Regions from separate parts of the Nothobranchius furzeri genome. Here region 1 is linked to region 2. The links are chromatin contacts, called in public Micro-C maps. All regions are on one chromosome and are shown on one strand. The core of a region is the stretch at or near the end of the contact, and the rest is flanking DNA. Distances in the headings are between cores, read along the strand shown.

The links. Hi-C and Micro-C count contacts between places; a contact is called where the count stands out from the background.
Region 1: a contact with region 2 is called in a Micro-C map of tail fin, with 4 times the contacts expected there. The contact joins the promoter of nck2a here to the enhancer-like site in region 2. A contact is called at or near these places in 2 of 2 Hi-C or Micro-C datasets (skeletal muscle and tail fin).

The regions. Positions count from the first base shown.
Region 1 is chr14:26,148,492-26,152,747 of NfurGRZ-RIMD1, reverse strand. nck2a (NCK adaptor protein 2a) reads left to right here and starts at 1,671. Exons shown (of 4, transcript XM_015966158.3): 1 at 1,671-1,923.
Region 2 is chr14:26,102,793-26,107,182 of NfurGRZ-RIMD1, reverse strand. The region is part of intron 1 of nck2a (NCK adaptor protein 2a); the gene reads left to right. Among protein-coding and RNA genes, the nearest start is that of ecrg4a, 38 kb to the right of the region's middle. Within about 2 kb of position 1,287, at least 1 of the 3 cell types and tissues checked has an H3K27ac peak or open chromatin away from gene starts, as enhancers often do. A contact at or near this core is called in tail fin, where this site is marked.

The DNA of each region.
Region 1 (4,256 bases), core at 422-2,921, 45 kb before region 2:
GCTAAAATATCAATGATGCTCAAGTCATCATCAAGTCACCAGATGCAAGTCGATTCAAGTCGCAAGTCATTGGCGTTCAAGTCCGAGTCAAGTCGTAAGTCGAGTCCAAGTCTTGTGACTTGAGTCCACACCTCTGGTGAATAGCCTCAGAATTCTTACATTTCCAAAGTGCTCTATACTTACATTTTGTGTAAAAATCGTTTAACTCTGTGTTTCAAACAAATGAAAACTCTACTTTGATCTTGCATTTTTAAAGAAAATATATTTCTCATTCTTATCGCCAAGGGGCGACACACACACCCAATCTGTCCCCTTTTCCTCCAGCGTTGTCCTGTACTAGTCCCGGCGTCAGTGACGTCACCAACGGGAGCAGCAGCCAAGCGTCAGCAACCACGGTATGAAACCGGAAATACTATTATTTTCCTTCAAAGTGAAAGCTTTGTGTCCTTTTCAGAGTTTGGTGGAAGAAAAATGGGGAAATATACGCAAACAGAGGAATAACACATATGGAAATGAAACATTGATAAAATGAGTATTTAGCCAACACACGCACACACACACACACACACACACACACACACACACACACACACACACACACACACACACACACACACACACAGACAATTTTGTGTAAAATTGCAACGGTTTGGACTTACTAATTGAAGATGTGTGAAGTAGTAATCAGCTGCATTAGTGGACAGCAGCAGTCAGGATAAACACAGTCAAATCCAGCAAGCCTCTTAAATCTCAGATAGTTCATAGAAGTTCAGGCAAACAGTATATTATAGATTTTTCTTTTATAAATGTTGCATTATTTTGCATCAGTCACCTTGACTGGGTAACTAAACACTTGTTTCACACACACACACACACACACACACACACACACACACACACACACACACACACACACACACACACACACACACACACACACACACACACACACACACACACACATTGCCAAGTCTTAGGTGTCTATGTAAAGTATGATATAACAGAAACGTTTATTAAATAGTTTTTGCAAATTCAAAATGTTAGAAAATCATCACTGAATAATCTTCATCTATTCAGCAGCTAATGATGTAAGCTATACTTAAAAACTACAGTCAGTTATTTTTGTTTTGACATTCACAGATCAACAATGACACTAAATATGTGGAACAACCTTCCTTTGAAACACAAAACTGTTCAAAGGTTTGACCATTTTCAATTATTAATCAAGACTCTATGGTATTCACTGGCTCTAAAGTTTGTTTAAGAAGGAATTCCTGCACATGCACGGATAAAAGTTCCAGTTTCAAGGATCCTAGTTTCGTTGCGCAATTATAATTTTTTTATGATCTACTGTTTTTTGTCTTTTTATTAGTATTTCATTCATTCTAAATAATTTCTATTCCTTTAAAATGTATAGTTGATCTTATTTTTGGTCACTGAATGTTGATTTAAATGTGTTTTATACATAAGCCTAAATTTTGTCTTAATCTTGCAGATTTACTTTTAAAATCTGTGATTATGTATTGTATATCCTGTATTAGCAGTTACTAATTAAAACTAATTAATTGAATTATATGTGTTATTTTGAAAGCATTTAGAACATGTTCAACATCAAGAATGAAACTGCGTAAATTTATTTTGAAAGGAAAAGCGGAAGTGAGATGTCAAATCCGGTTAGCTTGAAAAAAGAGATTGTGAGGTGGAGGCAGTCACCCCGCGACGGAAAAACAAGCGAGGACAGGTCGAGACGTACATGCTCAGTCCATGTTTTAAATTAAAGGAAATATTTGTAAGCTGAGGGATTCTTGAATGTGAACCTTATTTCCGTCACTTTCACGCGAGATTAGTTACTTCTCACGCGCGGGTTTGTGGTTTTGTTGAGCGTGTCGCTGTTTGCCCATTGTCACTGGAGTCAACACTAAGGTAAGCCTACAAACCGCATATGAACTGTGTAAGTTGGGTCACCTAAACAGGAAACTTTACACACTCCAGCTGTGTGAGCTTTTATGTTGTTTGTGTTACTTTCTTTCGAAAAGAAAATTTACAAACAGTCGTAAAAGTTTAAACAAAAATGGTAGCTTGTGGTGTCACTTTCTCGCTCCTACGCCTGGTCTTTGTCCACTCAGATGGATTAATACAACTCAAACCTCGGCTAGCTCCAAATACGAAGGCGCCTAAAACATACTTTGTTTTTGGTTCTCTTACATTAATAAAATAAAAAATACCATATATAAATGTAGCATTTTGTAACATCTTTGTTCGCGGTCACTTATTAATAAAGGCCTCTTAGCGAAGACTGCGATCCACATCAGGTCTTGAGACATCTGTTTTGCGAGACATCTGTTCCGTCTGAGTAATCGTCCACATGATGTAAAATTGTCGTTAAACGAGTTTTCAGGTTTATTGAAGACAAATGAGCGGCTTTGTGCGCTGAAGCGCCTGTTGAAGTCGCAACAGTTCACACAATGACCATCACTTTCCTGAAACAGTGCAGATTTGTGACTGGTGCCACATGTCGAGCCTGTCAGTGTTTCTAGTGGCTTTTCATGGGAACTGCACCACGAAATCCCTGCATCACTTCCAGAGGGTGGTCAAATGCATTGTCTGTTCGATTTTGGTCTATTCGTCAATCTGTTTCCGTTGTTGTTCATTTTATGACAAAATAAACCCAGTTTTAGTGCCTAAAAGCAGAAAATTGCTTTTTTCTAGCAGGTAAACTTGCATAAATGGCACACCCATTCTGCAGACACACCCTCCATCGTATCAGTCTAGTACAAGGTGCACTCGGCTATGACAGGTATGTGCGTCATGTAATGGGCTACTAGTCAAGTATGACAGGAACTTCCATTACATCATGTCTTGATGTAAATACGAATGTTTTCTAACATTTCTCATTTCATAAACAATATAAGTTTAGAAATAAATTATCCACATGAAAACAACTGCAAGGGGTTAGGGCAGGTAGAGAGTCTTCATTCATCCCCGCGTTGCCCTTCACCTGCATGCGTGGTTTTGTTTTCATCAAAAGAATTCTAAAAAAGCATTATTGCGTGAGAAAATATTAGCAGCCGTTAATTATTGCATTAATGCGATAATGATGCATTAACTTTGACAGCCTTAATAAAGGTAAAAATAGTGCTCAATAGGGCTGCACAATGCATCACAAATATATCATCTTCGCAATATCGGCATACGCATATCGCAAAGAACAGAATAAAACAAAATGGTCAGCTCAAATGCTTGCTAGACATAATGCTAAAGGTTCTTATAGGTTACGACACTTAATTTGGATGGTTAGCAAACACCTGAATAAGCTTCGTTCTGCTTCTTCCAGGATCCACTGATTGTTCTTGTTCATTTTCTTTTTCCGTTTCCTCACATCTTTTGATTACAATCGTTGCATTTCCCATTTTTTATGATATTTGATAATTTTTGTTCTTGAGTTAAGTATTTTTTTATTTCAAGTCATCATCATCATTGCAATATTAATCACTGTTATCACGCATAGCAGCTTTTCATGATATCGTGCAACACTACTGAAAACACACCCTGCTAGAACTCACCAGTAAAATCTAAAGTGCATTCAAATTTTTCTGTAAACTGTAAACAAAACGTTTTGATGCTCCTGAGTTAGCAGCAGTGTCATCACAACAAATTCATTTCTGAGACTCTAAACTGAAACTTTCTATGTGGTTATCTGTGCATGTGCCGGGCTTTAAATTGGGTCAACTAAATATATTGGCCTGTGCTGATGTAAAAGGTAAATTGTTAAAATAATGTTTTAACCAAGATAAATTTAAAGTAAAACATTGAGTCAATTATTCATTCAAAGTGTAAAAACAATTACTTAAATAGACCCAGGTGGTTGATGTGCTGCATGAGTGTTTGTAATGTTTCCTGCTTCCTGTTTTCTTTCCATTTATCATTTATTATTAACATTTTGGAAACCATTATTAAAAAAACAATAATCTTTCTCGACTGGAAAAGGGCAGCTTGCCAACTCTGGGTCGGGAGAGAGGGCCTGCCTCAAGTGAAGGAGTTCAAGTTTCTTGCGTCTTCTTCGAGAGTGAGGGAAGGAGGGAGACATCAACAGGCGGATTGGGGCAGCGTCTGCAGTGAAGCGGACGCTGAACCGGTCTGTTGTGGGGAAGAAGTAGCTGAGCCGGAAAGCAAGGCTCTTGATTTACCAGTCAATCTACTGCCCAGTCCTCACCTATGGTCATGAGCTTTGGGTAATGACCAAAAGAACAAGATTG
Region 2 (4,390 bases), core at 38-2,537:
TATTTGAAGCATTTTCTTCTGTGCAACCTCTTAAATGACAATGCTGCAAACTTTTCACCATCTGCATCTCATTACAGTTAGCTCTTCAGATCCATCACAGCTCACCTAAGTCTGCAATCCAGAAAACCTCAGTAGACTTCCACCTGCCATTCTGAAAAATCTCCAGCAGGCTCAACCCAGCTGCCCCCTGGATTTTTAAGCGGCAAGTAATGTAATGGGCACGTTTTACCCACAAGCTGCCAAACGGCAGCAAAACCGTTCCATGTAGGTGGTCTCGCAAGGTCACAAAGTGACCATAGAATTGCAAGACTGTGTGTGATTTCAGTAGTTCATGATATGACGAGCACGAAGAAAGATGGCAGCATGTATTCAAAAAGGGTTTCTGTTATCTTTACCTCGGTTAAAGAGGTTTCACAGGTAATAACGTACTTTTTTTTTTTTACTAGTTAACCAACTTGAAATCTGCATGTGACTTTTATTTTTGAAAGTTCCAGATGTTTTACACTGCTTTCGTGTTTGACTTCCTGTCTGGCCTGATCTGAACTACTGAGCTTGATGCATTCTAGAAGTGGAGTGCATTAAAAAATAAGACTTTAGGCGTAAGCTTCGCAACCAGTTAAAACGCACCCATCCACTATAATGATAGCTAATTGCTTCCTACTGTGTTTCACGGGCGTTACGCAACGCTTTTACATCTGGTAAGACCCGCTCCGAGTTTATCAGGAGAGAGAGGCGTGGTAACAAAAGAAAAACATAACAGCGTAAAAGGGAGAACGAAAAAATGAATGTGTCAATGGAGGTAAAAGAGCTGTTTTCTAATTCGCTTTGCCTTAGACCCTGGATCACATATACAGTATGCTGTACTTCAATTTAAATGAAAAGTAATGCTGTGTGTTTGAATCACGCCACTTTGAGATTAATCAGCTTGTAGAAGTTCGTAATTAGCATGACTACAAATCAGATATCGGCACGTCACATACATGACGTCACCACAGAATCTCCTCTCTATCGTAGCTGCTACTTACCACATGTTCAGATTTATGGGGGTTCTTTCCTTCTGAAGGGAGGATTTTGCCATTTTCCCTCAGTTTTCCTCCATGTCTGGTTTGATAACATCACTTTTGTGATGCCCTTTTCAAGTCCTGGACTTATTTTCACACAAAACCTAAAATAATGAACTAAGTACCAGTTTTTCCTCTTTGCTGTCATCAAATGTTAATCAGTTCATCTGAAGGAAGGAAATGTAATCAAACAAAAAGAAGGGTGTAATCTGGTCTAATCCAGCTGTTGCTGCCCGAGGCCCAGAGGCCAAAGCTTGTACTTTGTCTCCCGGAGTTGACATCACCATCTTGTCATAAATCTGTCCTCCTTTTTCAGTTTCCTCCTCACTCTTAAGAATCGCAGCTGTCGCTTTTGTCTCTTTTGTCTCTTCTCTGAAATGTCAAAGCATCTCTTGAATCTTAATCCTCCTGCTGCTTTGTTACTCCAGTAAAAGTAGTCACATCCTGGGAAGTTGGGGAGCTTAAATTACAGTGAACTTGGCACAAACTCCTGGTTTTGCACAACCCTCTTCCTCTCTCCTGTCCCTGTCTCAGCCTGCGGGGCAATCCAGTTTGACAGCTTTAGAGATGGCAAGCAGAGGCACATATTCATTGTGCAAACTGTTGCACTTGAGTTGTTGCTGCGCATTGTAGAGCTGTAAAGCAGCTATGAAACATTCTCCTGCACTGATGCACAACGCTGCACTCATTTGTGACCATAACAGTAAATGCATTCAGTAATGGATCCTCTGTCTCTGTGGTTGAAGCCTAATTGAATCGGTAAAATAAATAAATAAATAAAAGGAATGGGTATCGCTTTACAGAGTCCCTGTTAGCGTCTCATAACAAGTCGCCTACAAAGAAGATATAAATCTTTCCTCTGCTAATGGAATCGTTTCTATATGGTGCAACTCCACTTACGGTGAATCAGTACTTTGTGTTTGATCTTTATATCTTTGCTGATCAATACATTAAAGGTAAATGATTAATAGTTTGAAACGATGAAGTAAAACCTTATTGTTCCTTTTGTTGTGTAAAGATCATCATTGTTCACATGCAGTAAATATTAACTCGTTCCACCCACATGTTTCCAAGTAAACGGTGTTTGACTCAGGAGTTTCTGTTGTGATTCAGAGTTTCTATAAATAACTGAAACTGTTACTATGATAAAGACAGCTCATTAGCCGTTTATGATTGCTTCTTTTGGACAAATTAAAATGACTTTAAATGAGATGGTGATTATTTTACACTTCAGATCTATTCTATAGTAACTTTGTTTTTTGTCAGTCGTGACAATTTAGCTTCCTTTACTCGTTGTACAGATCGTGTTTCCAGTCTTTACAGTGAGCTAAATATAAACCGGACTGGCCACATTGCTTTCAAAGCATGACTTTGCCTTTGCCACTGAAAGTTTTCACAGATTAGGAATTTACATGAAACATCCCCTATCCCAAACGCATCCTCTCAAGACCTCAGCTCCCCAGCAGTATTGCAGTCTAGCTGGTCGAACGATCTAACCCAAAGTGCAGTGAAATAGAGCATGTAATCGCTCACTGCCTGTTTGGGACAAAACACAACAACTAATAGGTTAGGTGTGTTTGTGCACAGACAGGACGACCACATAAGTTGATTTTGTGTCTTTGCTGCTCTCTTCTAACATAAGCCTTTCACAAATGCTTCTGTGAGGTGAGTCACTGCTGGTGTTACACATTTTAGATGTTGCTGTAAATTCCAATAAAGGAATTATCTTTTTATGCCAGTTCAGACTCTTAAATTTCCCGTTAACATTTAGCTAGGTTATGTAATAGACTAGCAACACTTTTGAGATTATAACCAGACTAAAGCCCAGCATGAGCCGGGATAAGCAGTTTATAAATTCTGTGCAGGGATGAATGTGGATCATTTTGTAATGACTTCTTTCTTGTGACCGCGGTGCTGAGCCATGCACACACAGCTTAAGGTTATTTAGTGAATATGAATGCAGCGAAGGCAGAGTAGTCATCTTTTACTCCTGCTTTCTGAAGGTAGTTCAAAGTTTTTCTTCAGATTTTGGCTACATTTGTCCAAATGTTATTTCAGTTTAAGCCATTTACTCTGACTTATGAATCATTTAGATGGTGCTAAACTCAAGGGATGAGCCAATGTAGTGTTGCAAGTTTTGTATTTAGGGTCAACAGGCCCGTTTCCACAATCAGAACGTACAGCTAGTTTTACTAGACCTAGCAGCAGGTATGCATTTGGTTTTATTTCACTAGGCTGGCACAGAAGGACCACTCTCTGGGCATTTTCAGGGACCAAACATATACCAGCCTTAGGGTACGCACTTGGAAATGCTCCCGTAGACTAGTCGCTGGGTGGGAATTGTGGTTAACTCATGCTGATTGGTTTGAACTCATTCACTGCCAGCCATTTCCTGATCAGAAAAACCCTTCGCTGCCAGCGTTTTCACAGTTTTTTTAAGAGTCACAGACCGTTGCGCGCTAGGATGATGTCAATGCCAAAACTAAAAAAAAAAACAAAGTAGACTCACTTCTTACATCAGGAAGAATCCGCGCTCTTTGAGCGTTATCCGTTCTTCCATAATCCGTTGTGGAACTGTGATCGGCCGAAGGTTTTCCGGCCTCGCTTTTTTTACAGCAGTGGCCCAAAATGATCTAACACATGGATTTTCTGCTTCCTGGTCACGTGACGTGTGACGTACGTGGATGAAGGTCGCTTTAGAGCTGGGATGTTTGTTCTCATGGTGCGGGGGCTTGTTCCGATGCCCACACAGTAAAAAAATAAAATGCAAATAACGACTTCAGTCGTCATTGGCAGTGAAGGAATTAAAATGACAACTTTTGTCGTCAATGGCAGTTAATGAGTTAACTCAGTGGGAAATTATGTCGACAGATGTCATCAAACAACGAGCATTTGTAAAATCAGAAGGGTTGCTGGTGAAGCAGAATCAAAGTAAATGGAAAATAAGTATAATTGACACTGCTTTGAAGGTTCAATATCATGCTATTTTAAACCTTTGAGAGCAAAGGTAGGCACAAGGTATGATAAAATATTACCATTGGCACTATTGAGATGTAATTAATGTTAAATGAGTTATTTTCATCAGCCTGAAATTATACCCGAAGATAAAACCTTTTATTTCAGTGGAACTCTGTCCACGCCCTCTCTTATAAAACGAACTCCGATTTGCCACATGCTGACGTGGGTTTGACCCCCGGTGGTGTCGGCAGTAATTTATTTAGCCAGCTGAAGCAGATTTCATAGTTTTATATTTTAGTTTTATTGATTATTTTCAGCAAAATATGTTGTGTCTCTAAATATCTTTGAGTTTGGTCATTTCTAAGCTGCAT